2 separate regions of the Mus musculus genome follow, and region 1 is linked to region 2. Evidence: chromatin contacts called from public HiChIP or PLAC-seq data. All regions are on one chromosome and are shown on one strand. Each heading gives the region's core, a stretch centred on a gene start, on an enhancer-like site or on the middle of the called end of the contact. The rest is flanking DNA. Distances are from core to core; before and after follow the strand shown. Region 1 has its middle 790 kb from the start of Cntn5. Region 2 has its middle 610 kb from the start of Cntn5.

Region 1 (4,351 bases), core at 512-3,011, 180 kb after region 2:
GAGTCATTTTTTGTTTTTATTTTTAAATGATTTGCCTCTGAGTATGGAGACTCCTCTCAAGATCACAGACAATCACAAGGTTAGCTGGGAAACACACATTTGATGGAGGATGAGGAGAAAGAAAAGAGGGAGGAAGAGAAAGAGGAGGAGCTGAGGATGGGGAAACTGACAAAACATTCTCTAATTAGGCTGGATAATGATAAGAGAGTGGAAAGGCTAGTAAGGGGCAGAATTGAATGGGATGAATATGTCCAAATGCTTCACATGAAATTCTCAAAAGAATAATAAAATTATTCAATTAAAACCTTACTCTCTACATTGACAGTCTCATGACTGTCAATTTCCTGCATCATGTATATTCATTTCTGTACATGGATTGAAGTACCAATTGTTTTTCAGTTTTTATGGACATTTCCCTTTGAAGGGGAAATGATACATGTAGTGATGGGGATCTATCTGTAGGGCCCATCCATACTTGCAAGACGATACCACTGCTATCCCTCTTTTTCCTACAGGCTATTTCTGAGCTTTTTATGCTTACAAAGCACCCATATTTGGACTTTGGCTAGATGTATGACCTAACTTTTATTTCTCAAGGAACCAAACCTCTATAACAGCGTATTTTCAACGTGACTTTATCACATGGGTTTATGTGCACATAAACCCTGAATGTGTCAGAGGCACTCATAGAGCATATTCTTTGCAGTACTGCCCCCAGAGGTGGTATTTTTCTTTTCTGCTGATCATGTTCAGTTAACTTTGGCTATAGTTAATTCTGTAATTGCCTGCTGATTCCTGGAAATAGAGTTCTGGTAGCAGCTGTGATGAAGCTGTTTTTCATGCAACCCGTTTTACATTGCTCAGGAAGTGTATGGTTCCTTTTTAGTCTGCAATATACAACACTATAGACTTGTGCTGATAAGAAATCCTCTAGTGGGTCATTTGAAGTGCTGTTAAGTGGGACCTACTTCTATCCAGTGCCTTGAACTCATAATTCTTTCTTAAGAGTATAGGGTACCAGGTGAGTGTCTTCTTGGGTTCATAAATACACTGGGTCCTTAAAGATAGTACTTCATAAACTCTATGTTCTATCTCCAAGCTGGTATTAAGCTTCACATTTCAGTCTAGCTGTAAAGCCAGATGTTCTTGTGTACTAAAGTATGGGATGGGCAATTGATTTCACATTCTCAGTATCTTTGCAAGGAAGTCAGACTTCTGGATATACACTATGATGAGTAGGATTATATAAGTTCCTTAAAGCAGTGCCTTCGAGAAAAGAAAACTGATATGTACTAGGAATAGCAATACATCTCCATTAAAATGGATCATTGTAGAAGGCCACTGAATCATGTTTTTATTTGGTTGCCCAGTTCTTGGGACTAATCAGAGACTCTGCCACATCTGTCTCAGGAGTTAGCAGTTTCCTCTTAAAAACTTGTACTCTCTGCTTTTTGTTTCAGAAACAGCACAACAACAAACGACTCATACCGTAAGCTGTTTTACTCTTGGATAATCACTGACTATAGTCACCTCTAGATATGTAGGTAGAAGTACAGTTTTGGATCAGAAGTAAAGAGAAGGAGAAACTGGGAGACAAAATATGGAAGCTGTATGATCGTCACACAGCACACATTTAATCAGGAATCAGGAAGTCCTGATTTAAAAGATTATTGTATTTTTAATAATATGCATTTGCATCTTTGTGTAGGTTTGTCCACATACATGTGAGTGCCCACAGAAACCACAAGAGAGGGTCAGATCCCCTGGAGATGGCATTACAGGCAGCTGTGGGGGTGGGTACTTTGAATCTAACGCCATCACTTTTTAGAGGATGAGAACATTTTTTTTTTCTACATGAGGTAAGAGTAATCTGTGGAAGTTCACATGGCAAGGATGTTAGTAGAGATGCTTCAGAGGAACACGATATTTGCATGGTGACTGTGATGCTCATATGCATAAATTATGAACACCTCAAGAATCACTTTATTACTCCCCGTAGTGTGAGAAAAGCCCGACTTGACACATTTGTTCAAAGCAAAACATTTATTTAATCTATGGCTGCTTTTAACCAATTAGGTACTGTCAGGCCTACGAAATTGTAACTATGATTTATTTTTGTTTTCCTTTAGAATAAATTTAACATTTTTAATCTAAATCTTTAATAAGATGCTGCAGCCTTACAAAATCAAGAAAAGTAATGTGGACTGAAAATGAGTTTATTTTCTCACAATTTATTGTCATGCCTATTCATAAATAATCCATGTTTCCAACAAGAAACATTTTTAAGGCAATATCTTAGTGCTTGCAAAAAATAAGTGAAGGGTTTTATCTTTGCTTTATAATCAATTATAATCTCTATTTTCTTTTACTGTAAATGCTGGGTACTATTTTGATATATTTAATACATTGGAGGTAGAAATGGCTATTTTACCAACTTTTATTTTATTTTTTTGTATGTGAGAGTTTGCATATATATATATAGTGTATAACTTCAACATGAAGAAGCCAGAAAAGGACTCAGAAATAGTGAGAGATAGGTGTGAGCTATCATGTGAGAGCTGGGAGAAGAACATGGGTTCTTCACAGGAACATTTAGTTCTTTTGAATAGTGAGATTTCTATATAGTTCCTGAGTATTTGTCTAATATTTTAGATAATTTACATAGGTTAAATTTTTTGCCTTATAATTTCTGTTGCCGGGGTGGGTTGGGGCAATTTCTGTTTAATGGTAGCCCCAAGAAGCAAGACCAGGTGGCTGATCCCCATCTGACCAAGTAAAGAGACAATTAATAATGAATGTCTGTGGAGATGTGGGAAGCATGGTAAACAATTGTTACAGTGGCACTACAAGCATTGTTTATTACCAACATGAAATTTACATTAGAACAGAGGGCAAAAGCTTTGGTCTCTACAAAATGTGGGTACCAAATTACATTAATGGATAAAGATCTCAGCTGGGCTGCCAGGCCCTTTGCAACACATTTGGGTTTAAATAATTATATTCTTCAACTTCCCTTCTTACAGAAGCTTGAGCTCTGTAAGTTATAGTTTAGAATGAAGAAGCCAGGTGTGGTGTGCACGCCTTTAATCCCAGCACTCGGGAGGCAGAGGCTGGCAGATTTCTGAGTTTGAGGCCAGCCTGGTCTACAAAGTGAGTTCCAGGACAGCCAGGGATACACAGAGAAACCCTGTCTGGGAAAAAAAATGAAGAAGAGTCACTAGAAAACTCTACAGCAGTGGCCCCATGCTGTCCTGCCCTGTCTGCCTACATTCCATGAACAGTGGCCCTAGGCTGTCCTGTGGGTCCATACTTCATGTGACTGAAATAAATGGCTGCAGAAAATCTTTAAATGCTCCCTGATCTGTTTAAAATTTTGCATCATTACCTTTTAATGTCATAGTTGAATAATCAAATCATTTTCTTAATACCAGATGACCATTAGATAAAAGCTTTAAGTTATGTCTCATGCCATCTATAAAGCTTTATAACAAACTTGACACCATGTAAAAATGATTTTGTCATAAACACAAGGTGTGTCAATCAACAGAAAGCTGAAGATTCTAAAACTGTCTTTAAATAAGCGACATTTATTTGTATTTTAAAGTGCACAATATAGGATAAAACAATTGAGAATGAATGAAGAAAAAGAGACTCCATCAGTCTTCATGGTGTGTTCCATTTTTAGGCTGATACATTTATTTTAAATTTATTTTTGACTAGATTAAAGAGAGTTTAGCTTACCAGCATGAAGTTCACTTACTAGACAATTGAATACTATAAAACAAGTAGAGATGGATAGTTCTGATGCAGTTTCTTATTTAGTAAGAAGCAAATATTTCCAAGAATAATCACATGTTTTATTTCAAGTATATCAGTACATTTGATTTATGTTCCATGTTGACATGCACTCATCAGTGGGACTATTTTTCCCTCAATTTATCTTTCTAAAGTAGGAGCTGAATATGGCATTTATTCACCTGTGTGACAATGAATTTTATGGGCTTTTAAGACAAATTTCTAAAGTTGGTGACTCTATTTTACCTTAATAAAAAGGAAAAGTTATAGTTACACTATCTTTCATTAACAACAACAACAAAAAAGTAACTGCAGTATGTAGGATTCTGGCTCATGTGCTTAGGCTAGAGGGACAAATAAACTCAGACAATTTTCCCAAAGTATATAAAATAAACAGGAGGAAAATAAGATCACTGAGGGTGTCTGCTGCCAGGCCTGAAAATTTTTTATTCTTCAGACGTATATGGAGGAACTAGAAATGATTCCTATTAGACGCCATTTGACTTCCACACACAAACTATAGCAGATATGCAATCACACACACACACATACACAC
Region 2 (4,656 bases), core at 553-3,052:
TGTAGATATCAAATAACAATTTATATCCAATTCTGTAAAATATTGGAGAATGCTCTCAACAAGAAATCACTTGATTCCTTTCTGTATCATACCTCTACTACTTTCCTAGACTCTGCCTTATCAATTCCCCCTCAGCTCCATGTTAAAGTATGGCAGTGTGCACAACACTCATGCCACTCAATTTGAAATCACAAACTTCCAAAATCCCTAAATCTAAAGTATTCTCTATCTAAAATCTGTGAACTTTCTTATTGGAAGCCACTAATATGCACATCAATTATGTGCTTAGCAGTTCAAGTAGACTTAAGTAAAGTAAAAGTAAAAACAGGACTTACAGAATTCCATTAAAGCTTGTCCTACATGGCTAGCCTAGTTTATGAAGCTTGAATCAGTTCCTATTCAGTGAGAAATGAGCAGTGAAGTTGATCCTGTGTGGGGGTCTGGTGCAGAAGAGCTGAGGCAGATGGTAAGCTGTACATGTGTGTGAAATCCATGGAGGAATGAAGCCCTCAGATCAATAGTATTAAGAAGGGAAGGGAAAAGAGGCAAGGAATAGCAGGAAACTTCTAATATTGGGGAAGAAACAAAATGAAATAAATATTTGGACCTTTCTAAATGCCAGTTATCAAAACAAGAATGTCAAAATTCCATTGTACCTCTACAAGTTGATTTTTTAAAAAAATATTTTAATCAGTGTAAGCTTTGCTTTAGCCACAACACAATTTCCCACTGAATCCTGACAGACAGTGATGATTAGCTAATGCACTAGGGTAATTATAAAGCATTAAAGTATTTCAGTAATCACCTTTATTAACAAATCAAGACAATGATGGAATATTTTATAGAAAATTAACCTGAGGATTTCTGGCTGAGCTGAACACCTGCATCTTTGCCAAGTTAAGAGCCAGCTGAGATTTGAAATGTACAGACCATTCCATTTTCTTAACTTTCTATTGACAGAACACCACTATCTTTGAAAATATGTTCTTTCTGCTGTTAGTTATAAGACAATCATTTCATCTATAAAATATTATGAATGCTTTGAGCATGGTTATGCATATATGCAAAGCTGGCAATTAGTGCTGAAGCAAACCCATTTCATTCTGGTCTAAACATTGAGATCTTGTCTCAAATAGTTCTCCAAAATGATGTAAAAATTGGTTGAGTGAATTAAATACTGCAAATTTGCTGATGTCTAAGGTTTGTATTAAGGTTACTGTGAGGATTTCTACAAACAATGTGAGAGAAGAAAACAAACAAAAACAACAACAACAACAACAAAATATGCTCAGGAAAGTCTCCAATTTCAAACACTATTCTCTTCAACTATTACCATGTGGAAATTTGCCATCAGTAAGAATATTTGGTACAAAGTAGCAATCTCTGTAAAGAAGGTATTTAAGCAAACACCTACTAGATAAAAAGAATTGAATTAGAGAAAGGACCAAGTGACCCGTCCAGCAGGTCCAGTTATTCGTGGGTTTCGAGGGGACTGCTCCTGAAAACCAAATGGGGGGAGGGGGAGCAAGAGAGAAAAGGAGATCAAGCACAAAAAAGACACAGAGTCAATCTGGATCTCGTCAAGGTCTCATTGTATTCAGCAAAGGTTGCAGTTTTTATACAAAAAGAACAAAGGGGAAATAACCCTTACGCAGAAGGGCAGAGGGGAGCAGTGGTAATTTTTTTTTTTTTTTTTTTTTTTTTTTTTTTTGGCAGCTGTAGCGGGAAGCAGGAACTAGAATATCTAAAGGTACATTCTTGTGGTCTGGACACCTGTTGTTTGTTCAGGGTTTGTCACATCTTGTGGTCTCTCTCTCAGAACAGCCCGTTGGTGACCTTTATCTGAACCAGTCAACTTAGGGAAGAAGCCCAACTTTATGTCTTGTGGTTTGGCAATCATTTTGAGGCTTTTTACGAAGAATTTGGTTTTGGCCCCTAACATCTCCCCCGACTTTATAAAGGGTAATAGGATAGTCTATTCATCATCGGATGAATGGGCTTTAACCGGGCTGGGGGAGCATTGACTCGATTCCTCCCATGGGTGCTGTCACGGCCTACACTTGTGGCTCTTTGTATCTTTTGGGGAGGGGAGGCAGAGCCATAGGAGTTTGGAACTCTCCTGTTGTCTCAGCTGCTTGGGAGGCTGGGACTGGAGGTGCAGAGGGCCAAGTTACAACCAAATTTTGATACCAACCTCCTTTCAATTAGGTATGACTCTCAGGGAACTCAGAATTAAGAGGAGAGGGTTTTTTTAATTTAATTTTATTTTTATTAGGTATTTTCCTCGTTTACATCTTCAATGCTATCCCAAAAGTCCGCCATACCCACCTTCCCAATCCATTACCCACCCACTCCCCCGTTTTGGCCCCGGGGTTCCCCTGTACTGGGGCATATACAGTTTGCAAGTCCAATGGGCCTCTCTTTGCAGTGATGGCCGACTAGGCCATCTTTTGATACATATGCAGCTAGAGTCAAGAGCTCCGGGGTATTGGTTAGTTCATAATGTTGTTCCACCTATAGAGTTGCAGTTCCCTTTAGCTCCTTGAGTAATTTCTCTAGCTCCTCCATTGGGGGCCGTGTGACCCATCCAATAGCTGACTGTGATCATCCACTTCTGTGTTTGCTAGGCCCCGGCATAGTCTCACAAGAGACAGCTATATCTGGGTCCTTTCAGCAAAATCTTGCTAGTGTATGCAATGGTGTCAGCGTTTTGCCTTTCTGTACACAAAGGATAAACAGGCTGAGAAAGAAATTAGGGAAACAACACCCTTCTCAATAGTCACAAATAATATAAAATACCTTGGTGTGACTCTAACTAAGGAAGTGAAAGATCTGTATGATAAGAACTTCAAGTCTCTGAAGAAAGAAATTAAAGAAGATCTCAGAAGATGGAAAGATCTCCCATGCTCATGGATTGGCAGGATCAACATTGTAAAAATGGCTATCTTGCCAAAAGCAATCTACAGATTCAATGCAATCCCCATCAAAATTCCAACTCAATTCTTCAATGAATTAGAAAGGGCAATTGGCAGATTCATCTGGAATAACAAAAAAAATGAGGAGAGGGGTTTTAAAGTCAGCTCGAATTATTTTAAGAGGTTATGGAAGTTGAGCCTCTCTCCCCGAGGTGAGGGCTCACGTGATGTGGTCACAGCTGCAGGTTGTCTTTTGTCGGTCTCGGTGTCCAGACGACTCAAATAAATTTATCGGAAAGAGCAGAATCTATCTGTAATTTAACAAAGCGAGTTAACCGTTGAAAAGCCCAAGGACCAAAAGAAATTAATAGCAGGAATCCCAGAAGGGTTCCCAAGATGGAAGGCAATAAGGTGGATAGCCAGAGTAAGGTGGAGAACCAATTCAGATACCAAGACTCTTGTTTTTCTCATTCTCGTTTTCCTTTTTCAAGGCTAACCTTTACCTTGGCAAGGCTATCTTTCACTAATCCTGTCTTGTCCACATATACACAACATTCTTCTCTGAGAGCTATGCACAATCCTCCCTGCTATAAAAAGAGTAAATCTAATCCCCTTCTATTTTGTAACACTACTTTAGAAAGGGATGCCAAAAAATCTGTTAACTGATCTATACCTTCTCTTAAATCTTCTAAACTTGACTAATAGCTGGATTAAGCTCATGATAGTGCTGCACATTTTGCTAGAAAGTAACTAAGGAAGTAATGGCAGTGCCTGTCCCTGCAGCCCCCAATCCCAAGAGGACCACAACCGCAAGGGTCACCGCAGTGACAGGCTCTCTTTTTCTCCTGCGGGGCAATTCTGTGCCCCTTTCCCAAAACCCTAACAAATCATCTGAATCATGAATTCGAACATTGGGAAACAATTGGACCAAAACACAATAATCTTTTCTCTTTATAAATCTTCATTAACTAAATATCGGGTTAAGCCCGAGGAACATGCTAAAAAACTATCATTAGGTGCCAATAGATATTTATAGGTATTATTTGCCACAATGATATCATTGCATATATTTTGAAGTTGGAGGGGCGGGATCATATGAGGCCCCACAACACAACTTCCAATTCCAGAAACTTCAGTTAGGGTGATTTGTATGGGCTCAAAGAATAATTGTTCTTCATCATTAGGGAGGGTAAAATTATTAAACAGGGCTATTCCCTCATAGAAGGGAGGGGTGGCGGAGAAACACATCCAATACTCCTCAAAATCAGGGGAACTATCCTCCTGCTTTTATCTATTAGGGCAAGGGCTGAGGTATTTAAAATGGAAAGCAATAATTCAGTAGACGGCTTAGGGCCAGGAAGCATGGTAGGCTGACAAGGAGTGCTCATCTGAACATGCGGGGTAATTGATTCCACTGTGGAGGGGGGCAACCTAGCTGTTGGTTGAGGCTTGTCTGGGAGGTGATATAATTGAAGGTTGGGTCCTATGGCTGCCTTATGTTTATTAGGAACTTCTTTTAATAATTTTATCTGAAAAAATAAGGCCAGGATCCTTACATCCAATGGCCATGGCATCGCATTCTCGATGTAAGAGCCCCCATTCTCCTCCTTTATTCCAATGGGTGTATTGTTTTCCCACTTCCGTAAATTTAATAAGGAGTGAGACACACCAGTCATCTATGCACAGGGTCTTAAGAGGCTGACCGGTGGTTATTCCTAGCCTCTGTTGTAAATGTATGGGA

What was found. HiChIP or PLAC-seq counts read pairs in DNA pulled down with a chosen protein or histone mark.
Region 1: an H3K27ac HiChIP or PLAC-seq map of large pre-B cells shows a contact between it and region 2, with 2.8 times the contacts expected there. The contact joins two enhancer-like sites. A contact is called at or near these places in 2 of 15 datasets of contacts at CTCF or cohesin (large pre-B cells and pro-B cells) and 1 of 115 datasets of contacts at active chromatin or transcription factors (large pre-B cells).

The regions. Positions count from the first base shown.
Region 1 is chr9:11,688,465-11,692,815 of GRCm38.p6, forward strand. No RefSeq gene overlaps it. Among named protein-coding and RNA genes, the nearest start is that of Cntn5, 790 kb to the left of the region's middle. Within about 2 kb of position 1,762, at least 5 of the 459 cell types and tissues checked have an H3K27ac peak or open chromatin away from gene starts, as enhancers often do.
Region 2 is chr9:11,512,164-11,516,819 of GRCm38.p6, forward strand. No RefSeq gene overlaps it. Among named protein-coding and RNA genes, the nearest start is that of Cntn5, 610 kb to the left of the region's middle. Within about 2 kb of position 1,803, at least 56 of the 459 cell types and tissues checked have an H3K27ac peak or open chromatin away from gene starts, as enhancers often do.